Linked DNA regions of Mus musculus: region 1 is linked to region 2. The links are chromatin contacts, called in public HiChIP or PLAC-seq maps. All regions are on one chromosome and are shown on one strand. The core of a region is the stretch at or near the end of the contact, and the rest is flanking DNA. Distances in the headings are between cores, read along the strand shown. Region 1 overlaps Rassf8 (Ras association (RalGDS/AF-6) domain family (N-terminal) member 8). Region 2 overlaps Gm38475 (a long non-coding RNA gene).

The links. HiChIP or PLAC-seq counts read pairs in DNA pulled down with a chosen protein or histone mark.
Region 1: a contact with region 2 is called in an H3K27ac HiChIP or PLAC-seq map of heart atrium, with 3 times the contacts expected there. The contact joins two enhancer-like sites. A contact is called at or near these places in 2 of 484 Hi-C or Micro-C datasets (the G1E-ER4 cell line and uterus), 2 of 115 datasets of contacts at active chromatin or transcription factors (embryonic fibroblasts and heart atrium) and 1 of 9 other capture datasets (pancreatic islet).

The regions. Positions count from the first base shown.
Region 1 is chr6:145,757,897-145,764,072 of GRCm38.p6, forward strand. The region is part of intron 1 of Rassf8 (Ras association (RalGDS/AF-6) domain family (N-terminal) member 8); the gene reads left to right. Among named protein-coding and RNA genes, the nearest start is that of Gm15704, 13 kb to the left of the region's middle. Within about 2 kb of position 2,980, at least 47 of the 459 cell types and tissues checked have an H3K27ac peak or open chromatin away from gene starts, as enhancers often do. A contact at or near this core is called in heart atrium and uterus, where this site is marked.
Region 2 is chr6:145,576,347-145,582,295 of GRCm38.p6, forward strand. The region is part of intron 1 of Gm38475 (a long non-coding RNA gene); the gene reads right to left. Among named protein-coding and RNA genes, the nearest start is that of Gm38475, 35 kb to the right of the region's middle. Within about 2 kb of position 2,170, at least 32 of the 459 cell types and tissues checked have an H3K27ac peak or open chromatin away from gene starts, as enhancers often do. A contact at or near this core is called in heart atrium and uterus, where this site is marked.

The DNA of each region.
Region 1 (6,176 bases), core at 1,730-4,229, 180 kb after region 2:
ACACCCTCCCCCCGCCGCCCCAGGATGGTGTGTATGAGGAGGTGAAGTCTGGGAGGTGATGAAGTTGTGAAGGCAGATCCAGATCCCTCATGCTCTTCCATGAGAGTTAACTGTCTAACTACAAGAGAGGAATCTAGTTAACTATTCCTCAACCGTGTGAAGACGTGGCACAGGAGGACCCCCGAGAGGCAGAAAGTAGCTCCCACCTGACCTCCAGCCATATCTCTCGACCATGGAAATATAACTTTCTGTTGTTAATACGCCAGCAGCCTATAGTGTGCCCCATAGGAGCACTAAGGGACTAAAACAGAGCTCCTGTTCCATTGGCTTAGCTTCTTCTCTGAATGAGGGTGAGAAAAGGCATCACCTGGAGGTGAAACCACGTGATTTCAAGGTCTGGGTGCAAATCAATGCAACACTGTGGGACATGCAGCCCCAGGGTGGGCAGCACGCTTCGGGGCCAGGGAAATTGAAGGCAGAGGAAACGTTCCTGCTGCACATCGCTCTCAGCGTGCTGCACACGCCCTCTGACTGATGGTTTCCCTGGATGGTGCAGGTGGGCAGGTGAGCAGCAGGAGGAAGAGGGCGAGGAATTGCCCAGCTGTGAGGTGGGCAGTGTGCTGCCAGCCCACAGAGCAAGGGCCTGTTTGAAGGAAGCCTGACATAAGCTGCGGTGGGCTGAAGTGATTTGTAATGTCTTCTCTGAAGCGCTTTCCCTAGAAGAGAGGCCTGAGGTTTAAGTGTAGTCCATAAAGTCTGAAAGGCAGGAAACTGCTCCTACATACCTTCCACAACTATCCTTCCTAAGGCCAGTGCAGGAATGGAGGACACAAGACAATCCTCGACGCTCACAGTAGTTCTAAAGCAACCCTCACTTCCCTAGTGTGACGTCCACACATGCAGAAGTCACGGCTTCTCCCTGGGCCAGCTCTGTACCCTGGCTGCCTCTGTGAGATGATAGTGCACGTGAGCTCAGGAACACGATCTTAACGTGTGCCGTTGGTGCTGGTGGATTGGACAGTGCTGTAGCTCACCACAGGACAGTGCTGTAGCTCACTCACAGTCTGTCCGAATGCTGTGATAACCCGCCTTCTCTCCCAAGTGCTCTGTTAGGAGGAGGGGCCAGGGATCTGAGCAATTCTAGGATCATGGAGCCAGAACTACACTTGAGGAAAGATAAGTTAGCCTGGGGAAAATTGAGAGTTCCCTCAAGTTTAAAAGGAAAATCTACTCAAGATAGGCCTGATGGGAGAAGCCCCATCCAAGTAGAACTGCAGGGTGGAGGCACAGTGTTCAGAGATCACAGTCCCTGGAAAACTACAGGTGGCTGTGTTGTTTTCTGGTTCCATGTACCTTGGGGCTGGGAAGAGTGGCATGAACAGGGCGAGCTATAATATTCCAGCCCTGGGGTGAAGACGGCCTTCTAAACGTTGTCCACCTGTGTTTGCTAGCAAGCTTATTTATGAAAACCGCAGGTGGTGGTTGTTTCTGCTTGCATTGTTTTAAACTAAAATTTCTGATTATTCAGACCGTACCCTGGAAGTGTTGAGATTGAATTAGAGTTACTTGGCCTTGCTCAGTGTCTCAGTACAGTTTATCAGAGCCTCGCCTGTTTATGTTTACTCAACAGACGCCACAGCATTCATGTGATGCTGAGGAAGCTATTTGTGTAGTAGTTGACAAAGAGAAGGACCTCTGCATCTTAGAAAGCTTATCATTTAGCAAAAGCTAAACTTTAAACAACCCCTGCCCCTAGACTGACCTGGGTATGTGTACACACCAGTAATTCCATCACTGAGGAGACTAAGGGGTTAGCACTTCTGTGTTTGTCAACCTGAACTGTCTAGTGTTTTCATGCCCACCTTAGGCTACAGAGAAAGACCCTGCCCAAAAATGAAGGCTTGGGGTGGGTGTGCAGCTCAGTGGTAGAACACTTGCTCAGGTATCGTGTGCAAGGCCCCAGTTCAGCTCCATAAAGTATAGGAAATACTTAAGTGTGTGTCACTCGCTAAATTAAGAAGTAGAGGAGTGTCTTAGAAGACAGCACACACCAAAAACCAAGTTAGAGGAGGAGGGGGGATGTCAGGTAGTGGTGCAGAGGTGGATGTGGTGGGAAGCTGGGGAAAGACCACTGCAGCCTGAGGATGTGGTAGAGGCTGGTCCAGGACACACCCTGCTTCCCCTCTCCTCCTTGAGGACATTGAACAGGTTGAGCCCGGCTATAACCTGCCTCTAATCTGCAGTGCTTATCACTGATAGTTTTCTCTGTCACTTCTATGTTCTGAACTTACTTCCCTAACTCGGAGTGGCTGGGTCTGCAATTGACCAGAGCAGTTAAGAATCAAATTAGATATCAACACAAAACTGGATGGGTGGAGAATCTTGGGAGATAGCATAGTAAAGTCATAGAACTGGTCTAGGTGTCCTGAAGGGTGTGGGCTTTGTTGCAAAGCAGTAGGTTGGTTCAGGCTGTTGCATTCCCTTCCACCTGCTGTGGTGGCACAAGCTGGGTGGCTGTGCCTCCCACTGATGGTGCACACCTGGAAGACCTCTGGCTTGGCAGCAGTGCCTGGGAGAGCTGTGGTTTCCAGATCGCCCACTGTCTTCCTGCTTGTTGCTCCTCATGAGCTGATTCTCCCCACTGGGGTTCTTCAGAGCAGCAGCCCTTTTGCCACATTTGTGTCTGCACCTAACTTGGTTCTTAACTTTCATAGGCAATAATCAGATCTGCTTGTTTATAGTTAGAAGTAGCTCAAAGCTGAAGTGAGCAGGCCACGGTCATCAGCAATGAGTGTTGGAAACCAGATTGAGAGACCTTTCCTTTCCAGCCTGCTTATCAGGGTCCTTCTGTTGAGCTCCTCAGAGCCTTTCACATGAGGGATTCTCAGTTCCTACCAGTCAGCAAGCACAGCAGCCTCGCTCAAGGTGACCTCACTTGAAAGGGCTGCAGTTGTGGCCACACCATGTCAGTTGCACAGAGAGCAGCTGCCTGGCTTCTGTGGGCCTTGCCTTGAGCATCTTGTCTTTTGCCTCCCCTCTGTGCTAGAAAGCCCGAGCTCTTAGTAATCTCTCTCATTTGATTTTATTTTCTGGGAAAATAGCCCAGGATAACTGCAGTTCATATTGGTGACATTTTTATCTTGCAGAATCTGTTCCACTGAATGCTAGCTAGCAAATTAGGTGTGTTGTTTTAGTGAATTTAACTGGCAGTGTGACTTGCCAACTTAAGTGCACAAATTAAAATATGTGTATGACAAAAGACTGAGACTCTTCCGTTACAAACACATTTCCTGCTCTTTCCAGAAGTTTCACAGTTGGTCCTTCACAGATTGTCTGGAAACCATCTGGAGTCTGTACTGACTTTAAAGTCAGGACCACTGGCCTCTGTGAGCCCTGGGATTCATGGTGAGTCACTATCTAAAGTCCAAAAGTACTTTAAGTAAAATAAGGACTCAGCTTTGTGTAGGCTTGGCACATTGGTGACAGTGTTGACAAAGTCCCAACTCTCCCTTCAGTCTGGGAGACCTGGGAGTCATAGGTGTGGTAAACAATGTAGATGTTTCTGGGGCTAGAAAGAAGGATTTTTGTTTTTCAGGACAAGGTTTCTCTGTGTAGCCCTGCCTGTCCTGGAACTTGCTCTGTAGACTAGGCTGGCCTTGAACTCACAGAGATCTGCCTGCCGAATGCTGGAATTAAAGGTGTTATTTTCAGTTCTGGATAGAGATTCCCTAGAAAGTGGTTAGAAATAAAGATTATAAGTTTGGCCAGCAGTACAGGCAGCCCAGCCACCCTTCCAGGCATGTATTCAGCATTATCTGCTGGCTGACCTCACATATGTGGCAGTTGAAGACCAACTAGCTTGTCCTGGAGCATGTGGGTGAGAGGGGAATCAAACAGTAGGGACCTCTAGCAGTTGGCTCAACTAGAAGCAAAACAAGGAGACTCCACAACTGCCTAGAATCAGGGAGAAGAGTCTTGGCACAGAGACAGCCATGCTATCACAGAGGAAATCGCCTAAGGAGAGAATCTTTGATGATGAACAAATTAACACTAATCTTCCCAGAAAAACTGAAGAATTTAAGTAATGGAGAAGTTTTTATTTTAAAATATTTTTATTCATGAGCCTGTGTGTGTGTGTGTGTGTGCACGCATGCACTTGTATATACACTTGTGTGCATGCTTTTATGTGTGTGCACAATTATGTGTACATGTACATGCATGATTGTGTGTGCATGTGTGCACATTTGTGTGTGCATATGTGTATGTATGTGTGTGCACACTTGTGTGTGTGTGTGTGCATGTGCCCAATTGCCCAATCCCTTGGAACTGGAGTTGGAGACGTTTGCGGTTTGTGAGTCACTCAGCATTGGTGCTTGGATCTGATCTCTGATAGATATGATTGAGCTCCAAGTGTTGTAACCACTGAGTTCTCTCTCTAACCCCTAATACTTTTTTTCCCAATAAATGGTCATTTTATTCATGATACTATATGAATGGGCTGCTAAGTATCTATATTGAATTACAAAAACTTCTGTAAAACTATATCCACATTATTTGTCCAAGCCCATAGTGACAGGCAGAGGTGGGGCAGAGCCAGGATTCTAAGTCAAGGGCAGCTCCTGGTTTTAAACACTGTTCACACTGCAGCTTTTCTGCTACCAGGGCTGGGCACCTAGTGTTCTGGGTGCCATGTGAGTGATGGGCAGAGGCCATCCTGGAGACCAGGCAGACAGAGGCAGAAATGGGACAAGGCTATAAACCTTCAAACCTGCCCATGCATGGTACTTTCCCCTAAAAGTTCCATAACCTCCCAGAAGAGCACTACCGACTGGGGACCAAGGTTTCCAATACTTAGCCTATGGGCAGCATTTCATATTCAATTCGCAATGGTATATACAGATAATAGTTAATGAGAGCAGCTTGAAACAACATCCTAAACACTAAAAAACAAAAAGACTAAATGTAATTGGTCAGAATCAGGTTAAATCTTTAGCTGTAGGCATGGCTACCCAGCCCTGATAGTTATGGAATGTGGGTAGATGGAATCAGTTCCTTTGGCTCCCTTGCTGGACTTGGCTAGATGCAGTGTTGTTGAGTGGTTAGGGGTATAGCTCAGGTAGACACGGCTGGCTCTTGCATACAGGCTGTGTACTTACTGGGAGATTTGGTTTTAAGTCACTTAACCACTCTGCTCCTGCATAAAGCTGTCACTTGCCACATAAAAAGAACGATAGGAGCCTTCTCTTAAGTCTGGAGACAGCCCAGCGTTACAGATACCATTGTGTGATTTCAAGCTGAAGCAGGTATAGCAAAATGGACCCCAAACTGTTGGGTGTTGTAATTCCAGGAAGGTCCTAGTTAGTGAGTGAACCTTTGTTCATTCGGGCACTATGACAGGTGATAAGGTTTCAGAAACAGGTCACATACAAATCCTTGGCTTAAATGGCATCAAAGCCTAGAGACACCCAGCTCTTCAAGCTGAGTGCTTTACTGAGATGCATTTTATTTTCAATCAGAAACTGGGCATCGCTTCAAGATTTGCATGCAGCATGTAGCCGGTCTAGGAAATTAGTTAATTGTTTAAAACAAGCTTGAACATGCCAACATCCTAAAGTAATTTTGTGTTCACTAGTGGAATATCTTTATTGTTATCCCTTGATAACAATATTGAATGTATACTAGAGTCTCTGTCAGCACCTTGAACCACTCTCCTGTGTGAGAGGCAAGCTCCTCCTACCTACATTCCCAACCAGCTTCCCTGCAAGACACTCAGCTGTGGTAGTTTAGAAGATGACCTCTCCTCAGCATTTGATTGTACTCTCCCTGCATTCTTAAGCTCATGTGCTTAGACCATTAGAAAAGAAAGAAAGAAAGACACTAGCTGGGAAAGTTTCCACCCCGCTTCGAGACCGGCAGGCCATGTTGGGCTTCCTTCTGGAAGCAGCATTATGAGCAGGTGGCTTGTCCACACCGTGAAGCAGAGTAGTCAGATCTCTGGCATTTGGGAGGATTTGGGGGTGACTAGGGAGTGTTCTCTCCGCCAATGTTTACGACGTCATTGTGTTAGTATAAAAACCCAGCAGAGCTGGGGCTTGTTCTGATTAGAATATTTTCTTTGATTTGAAAACTAATCCCACCTACACCATCAGTTTCTGCTTGTAGGGAAAAAAGAGAGT
Region 2 (5,949 bases), core at 920-3,419:
CATGTGCATGTGTGTGTGTATGTGTGTTGGTCTGTGTGCCTCCAGGACACTGGTGCTTGCAAAGCCAGAGGAAGGCATTAGATGCCCTAGAGCTGGAGTTACAGATGGTGTGAGCCGCACGTTCTGTGTTTGGGGAACCAAGTTCGGGTCCTGTGGAGCAGCAGCGAGAGTTCCTGACTCTGAACCACTGGCCCAGCCCCAAGTACTTCATTTTAAAGAACATAGAGAGTTGGCTGTCTTCTTGAGGCTGCCTGGACCATGAGAACTCTAATGGTGATTAATTTGCTGGAGAGATGGGGTTTCTGAGGATTCTGAAGAGAATATTCTTGTCTCGATTCTAAGGTGAGTCCTTTGCTCCCAAATAAGGAGTTGAATAAGTTCACACTGTGTACACTGGACCTATCTTGGCATTCTCCGCCTGAGTAAAAATGGGGTGAGAACTCAGAACTATTTGGTCCTGAGAGGGACAGTCAATGTTGTTTCACAAGTGCCTTCACTCAAGCTCAGAGCCTCAGAGTGGGCACAGCGTTGGGTTCTCATTCATTGTGTGTTTGGGTTGGGTGAGGAATGGGGGTCAGGTCTCAACTGTAGTCCAGACTAGCCTAAAATTTGCTGTGGAGCCCAGGCTAACCTCTAAGATGGCAGAGTCTCTCTGCCTCCGTCTTCTGGGTGCTGAGGTTACAGGATGGATCATGGTTCGAAGCTTCCTGAGATGAGGGCACCCTGCAGGAGCCAATGTTTTTCCAAGGTCATAGCACACAAGCACTTACATCTAAATCTAAGTCCTAACTTCACTGACTCAATAACCACTGTGTCATCTCTGTCCCCGAGAAACAGCACAGAACTACGAGCTGACGTGGGTGACAGAACCATGGAGCTGACGTGGGTGTCAGAACCGTGGGGTATGAAAATCCCAGTCACCATTTCTGGACTCCTCCAATATAATAAATAATCAAAATGGCCATACAAACAATGCTTTCTCCATTCTGGTAGCTCCAAATGAGCCAAGCAGTTTCCCTATTTCCCAGATTGCTGCTCAGAATCTGGGACACCTTGTGACAGGTTCATGCCTTCAGCACCCAGGTCACCCTTTATCATCAGGACCAACCTAGCTCAGGGCAGGCAGATTCCCGCTTGCCTCTTCATGTCCATCCTAACCTTTCCCTTGCTTCCTCTCTCCTACGTGGCTCCTGGGTACTTTCTTGTGCCGGTCTTAACCTGCTGCTGCTTAAGGCCCAAGTAGGGGACACACGATGTCCTCTTTCGGGCTCTACCCTGGACTGCTATTTTAGCTCCACTTAAACAGCGAGGTGCTGCAAAGGCTGTGCCTGCTGAGACATTTATTTGTTGATGATTTATTTTTAACACACACACAAATCATGTTAAAAAATGGGGTGGTTGTGGAAATGGTTATGCTCTGCTCTCTGGCCACTTCAAATCAGCAAATCGAGTAGCAGCTTGGCCTTCTCAAGCCGGCAAATGGCAAAACCTCAGAGCAGATCTAGATCTCAGGATCCTTTTTAATAAGTTATGCTTGAAATTATATCACTTCTCCCCTCCCTGTCCTCCTTCCAAGACTTCCCCTCTCACAGACTCTCTCCCTTGCTCTCTCTCAAATGTATGACCTCGTTTCTTTAATTGTTGTTTTATGAATGCACACACACACACCAACATACATGGAGACAGACGTGTCAGGTTCTCTTTTGCCTCTTACTGTGTGAGCATGTGTGTAAGTGTACATAGGCGAGACTGCATGTGAGTGTGTCGGTACTTCACAGTTCCTGTCATTGTAGGTTTGGGAGCCAAGAAGGGCATCTTGTGGAGTCTAAGATACAGACATGTGAGACAGAAGCAGCAAGGTACTTGTAGGAAATTACGAAGTGTGCTTGAGGATGCCACAGCACACGAAGCCCTGCATGCTAGCTGATTGGCTAACTGACATGAGTTCTGTTACACATACATGCAAATACCTCTGTGAGAGAGTGGCTACAGATGAACTGACAAAGCGCCGTGTTAATTTGACCCAGAGCTTTTACTATCAACCCTGCAAGCAGAGTGAAGATGCCTACGAGGAAGCCGGGGATCCACTGAGCACACTGGCTGGGATCCTACACTAAGGTTGAATAGCACATATTGGGAGGAGTCTGTGCATGCAGTTCCCTTGCCAGGGTTACAGCCTTCCCAGGAAACCGAGCACTGCTTTGTCATGGGCTGGTGAGGCTTTCCTTGAAGCTCTTTCCCAGAGTGCAATGCTCTGCACCACACAGCACCCAGGTTCCACATCAGCAGCCAAGATTCTGCTTCTGTTTTTAGTGGTCTAAGGGTTCTCTTGTGTTCAAAACGAAGTAACTTGTACTCCGTGCTTGCTGGGGAAAGAGCAGCTGGGTTGGAGAAACAACAAATCTCTAGGGGAGTGCTCAAGAGCTGTCATACTGAAACTGAGAGATCATTCAAAGCCAGACCCCAGTCATTCAGTGAGGCGGGATAGATGGACTGCTGTGGAGGAGAGCCGACTTCGGTCCCACATACTGCTGTAACCCGCAACCCGAGAGGACACAGAACAGCATGACTGGCCAGTATACTCAGAGTTCCCTGTATGCTAGCTCTCTTCACACACTCCAAAGAACATCAAAGGCACCTTTCAAGTTCAAAAGAATTAATCAAAACAGCCTCAAGGTTCTTGACCCCATGAAAGGCGCTGCTTTCTTGGCAGCAGCCCAGAGGCCCAAAAGGCAGAGGGCTGTTGAGAATATGCGACCTCCTTAGTCTTGCCCTGATGCTCACAGAGTTTTCTGCACAATGCCACCTCCAGGTAAGGCACCAGCATTGGGAACTGCTTTGCAGTCTATTATCTACCCAGTGCTTACTTCACAACAGGTGCCGTGCAAATGACAATTCACTCAGATTTTCAATTAGTAGTAGTGGTTGGTGGATCATCCACACTACGTGCTTTTATTCTACGTTCTGAAGTTAAAGTCTCACACAAATGAGATAGCAGGGGTCGTGACTATACCCCAAAGAGTTGTGTATAAGGATTGGTACCCAGCCTCTGGAGCTACAGGAGGTCATGGTTTGCTAGGAGAATCGGATCCTGCCCTCTCCCTTTCTCTCTTTACTCCCGGACTACCACAAGGTGAACAAGATTTCTCCTTCCACAATGCATTGCTACCACAAGCTGGATGCCATGGAACAGGCAACCAGAAACTGAGTCAAAACATACCTTTCCTATTTCTAAGTTGATTTATCCCAGATATTTGTTACAGTGTGTAGCACATGAAAAAAAATAAATCAATGTAAATTTTTTATTAAGTAGTATTAGTGTTCATAGGAAAACAAAGTAGTGTAAAGGGAAAAGGGAGAGAGAGGAAGGGAGAGACAGACAGACAGAAAGGCACACAGAGAGAGAGAGGGGGAGGGAGAGGGAGAGGGAGAGGGAGAGGGAGAGGGAGAGGGAGAGGGAGAGGGAGAGAGAGAGAGAGAGAGAGAGAGAGAGAGAAGCGAGTCCCCTCTAAGGCTCTACTGAAGTCTCACCTAAGCCTAGAGGTCTGGAAAGATTTAGAAGTAACAGTGCTGTGTGACGTTACCATTTAACATGGTCAATGAATAACTCTGATTTTCTTAACCCAGTGTCTTTGACCCCACTTGTTGGAATAGAGAAAGCCTAAAGCCTCCCTCTGAAAAATAGCCAGAGATTGCCCAGGATATTGTTGGCTGCTGATAACTTAGGTATAGCCATTGCAAATACGTAAATATCACCAGAATGGATCATTTTGAAATTTTTACTCCTGTCATTTTAAATTAATTACTCTGTCATTTTACCAAAAGGTCAATGAGCAGAGATTTATCACTTTTTTTTTTACATTTGTACTTATTTTTAATTATGTACATGCGTATGTATCTATGAGTGCAGGTACCCTTGGAGGCCAGAAAGGGCATTAGATGTGCTGGAGTTGATGTAATAGGTATTGTGTGTTGCCCAGTGTGGGTGCTGGGAAGTGACCGTGGGTGTTTTGTGAGTATCCTTAACTTCCAAGCCCTCTTCAGCCCTAGCTTCCATTTTCTCACATCTAAGGAGGCTCATTATTCTATACAACTCTTATATACAAGCTTCCACCAGAACTTGGTTTGTTCCAAGTTCCCTGATGGGACACCTACACAATTCGAAACTATTTTAAGAGAATAATTTTATTTTTGAGGTTGTCCCACCATTCTTGATTTTACTTCACACCTTTCTTTATAGCAATCGTGTTTAATGATTCCAGTTTGTTTCTCCACCAACGAGTCATATAGTATATCTACATAGTGCTAGTATCCGAGGCTGATTTTACAAAGCCACTTTTATGACGATAAAGCAACTTCATTCACCTTCTCTCTTTCTTCCTCCACTCTCATTGGCTCCACTACACTACCTGTGTGTGCGCTGTTTGCCCTTGGCCTGGATGAACACTAAAGAGGCTCCATTCCTTTGTGGTCACTTCTTAATCATTGAAAAATCTTGGTTGTTTCAAGTTCAGAAACAAAACAAACAGCGCTCACTTCTGTAGCCCAAAGTGTTCAATTTCATATTGTGAAAACATTAATCTTGCTTAAAATGGCATTTAATAACTTATTTACTTAAAAACAGCTGGACTGTATTTTGAGATTATTTTGAGAGCCATCTTCAGATAATTCTGATTACTGTTAATTACTATCTTGATAGCAGCTTCAGATGCCTGTCTTTTAAGATAAGATGAGACTGCTCTATACCTAACCTTGGAGACAGATCCGATTAGAGCTCTCTGGTCAGAATGAGAGGAAAGTGGTCCATCAGCAACCACTCATCTGGATAGGCAGGAGCATCCCTGGGAACCCACACACAGCTCCCTGGAGGGCTTGTGATATGAAAAGATGAAACATTTAAGTCTCATGCTCTCTGGATGTTACTTCTTCCTTCCACAGAGTTCATCCACACCTCAGACTCTATGATAGACATGCAGAACACATGTACGTGAGTAGTAGCACTTATAAATCTCGGCTGTGCATGACTTAACCCTCAACCTTACCCGTGAAGTAGGAAGACCTCCCTGGGCACCTGACCCAGATTCTGTATCCAACAGCTTTCTTCCCTAGGGTCACCCTTTTAATTGCCAGATGTAGATGCATTCAGGTCTGACAGTCACTGTGAGCATTGGTGCATAAGGGAAACATCAGAAGATGCTTTGTCCTTTATTCAAATATTCCAGACAGACCTTGCTCACACAGGAAGAACAGCCAGGCTTGTGTTTCTCACCATAGGATAGCCACAGTGTTTGCAGCCAACTTTCTTATTCCAGTGAAGAGCAAGAGGAAGTGATTTCCAGGGTTTGCCTCATGTGTGGGAAGCCGCACCGGCCGAGAAGTTGCAGGCAGTGACTCGCAGCGTGAGAGCAGGGGACAATCCATTTCTGGGGAGGAAAGGGTGCTGCCGAGAGACTGAGATGAAGCAGAAAGACCTCTGATGGTGACGGCCACCTAGTCCAGCCCTGTGTTGTCCTGCAGAAGGATAGGAGTTATTCTGGCTCCTGGTGACACAGATCTCAGCCCACCGTGGCAGGGAACACATGGTGGCTGCTCCTTCAGTGGGGAGAGTGTGAGCATGGCACGTCACAGAGCAGTGGACCAGAAGGCACAGAGCTAGGACAGGGACAAAGGTCTGTTGTCCTTGTGGTCTACCTCCCCTAGCAGATGCACCTCTTAAAATAGCACCAGAAGCTGGCAGTGGGGGTGGGGGAAGAGTCAGCCTTTAAAGTATGAACTCACAAGACCTTTCAGACTCACACCCTAACACTTCCTTGTGTCCAGCATGGCAATCAGCTTCAGAGAGAGACAGACCTGGGGCACTGGGAGAGTCAAGGTAGCCGGGGCTTTAAGAGCACAGGAAAGAAGGGTACGGCGTGGAGATGAACTCTGGAAAATGGCACAACTCCCTTT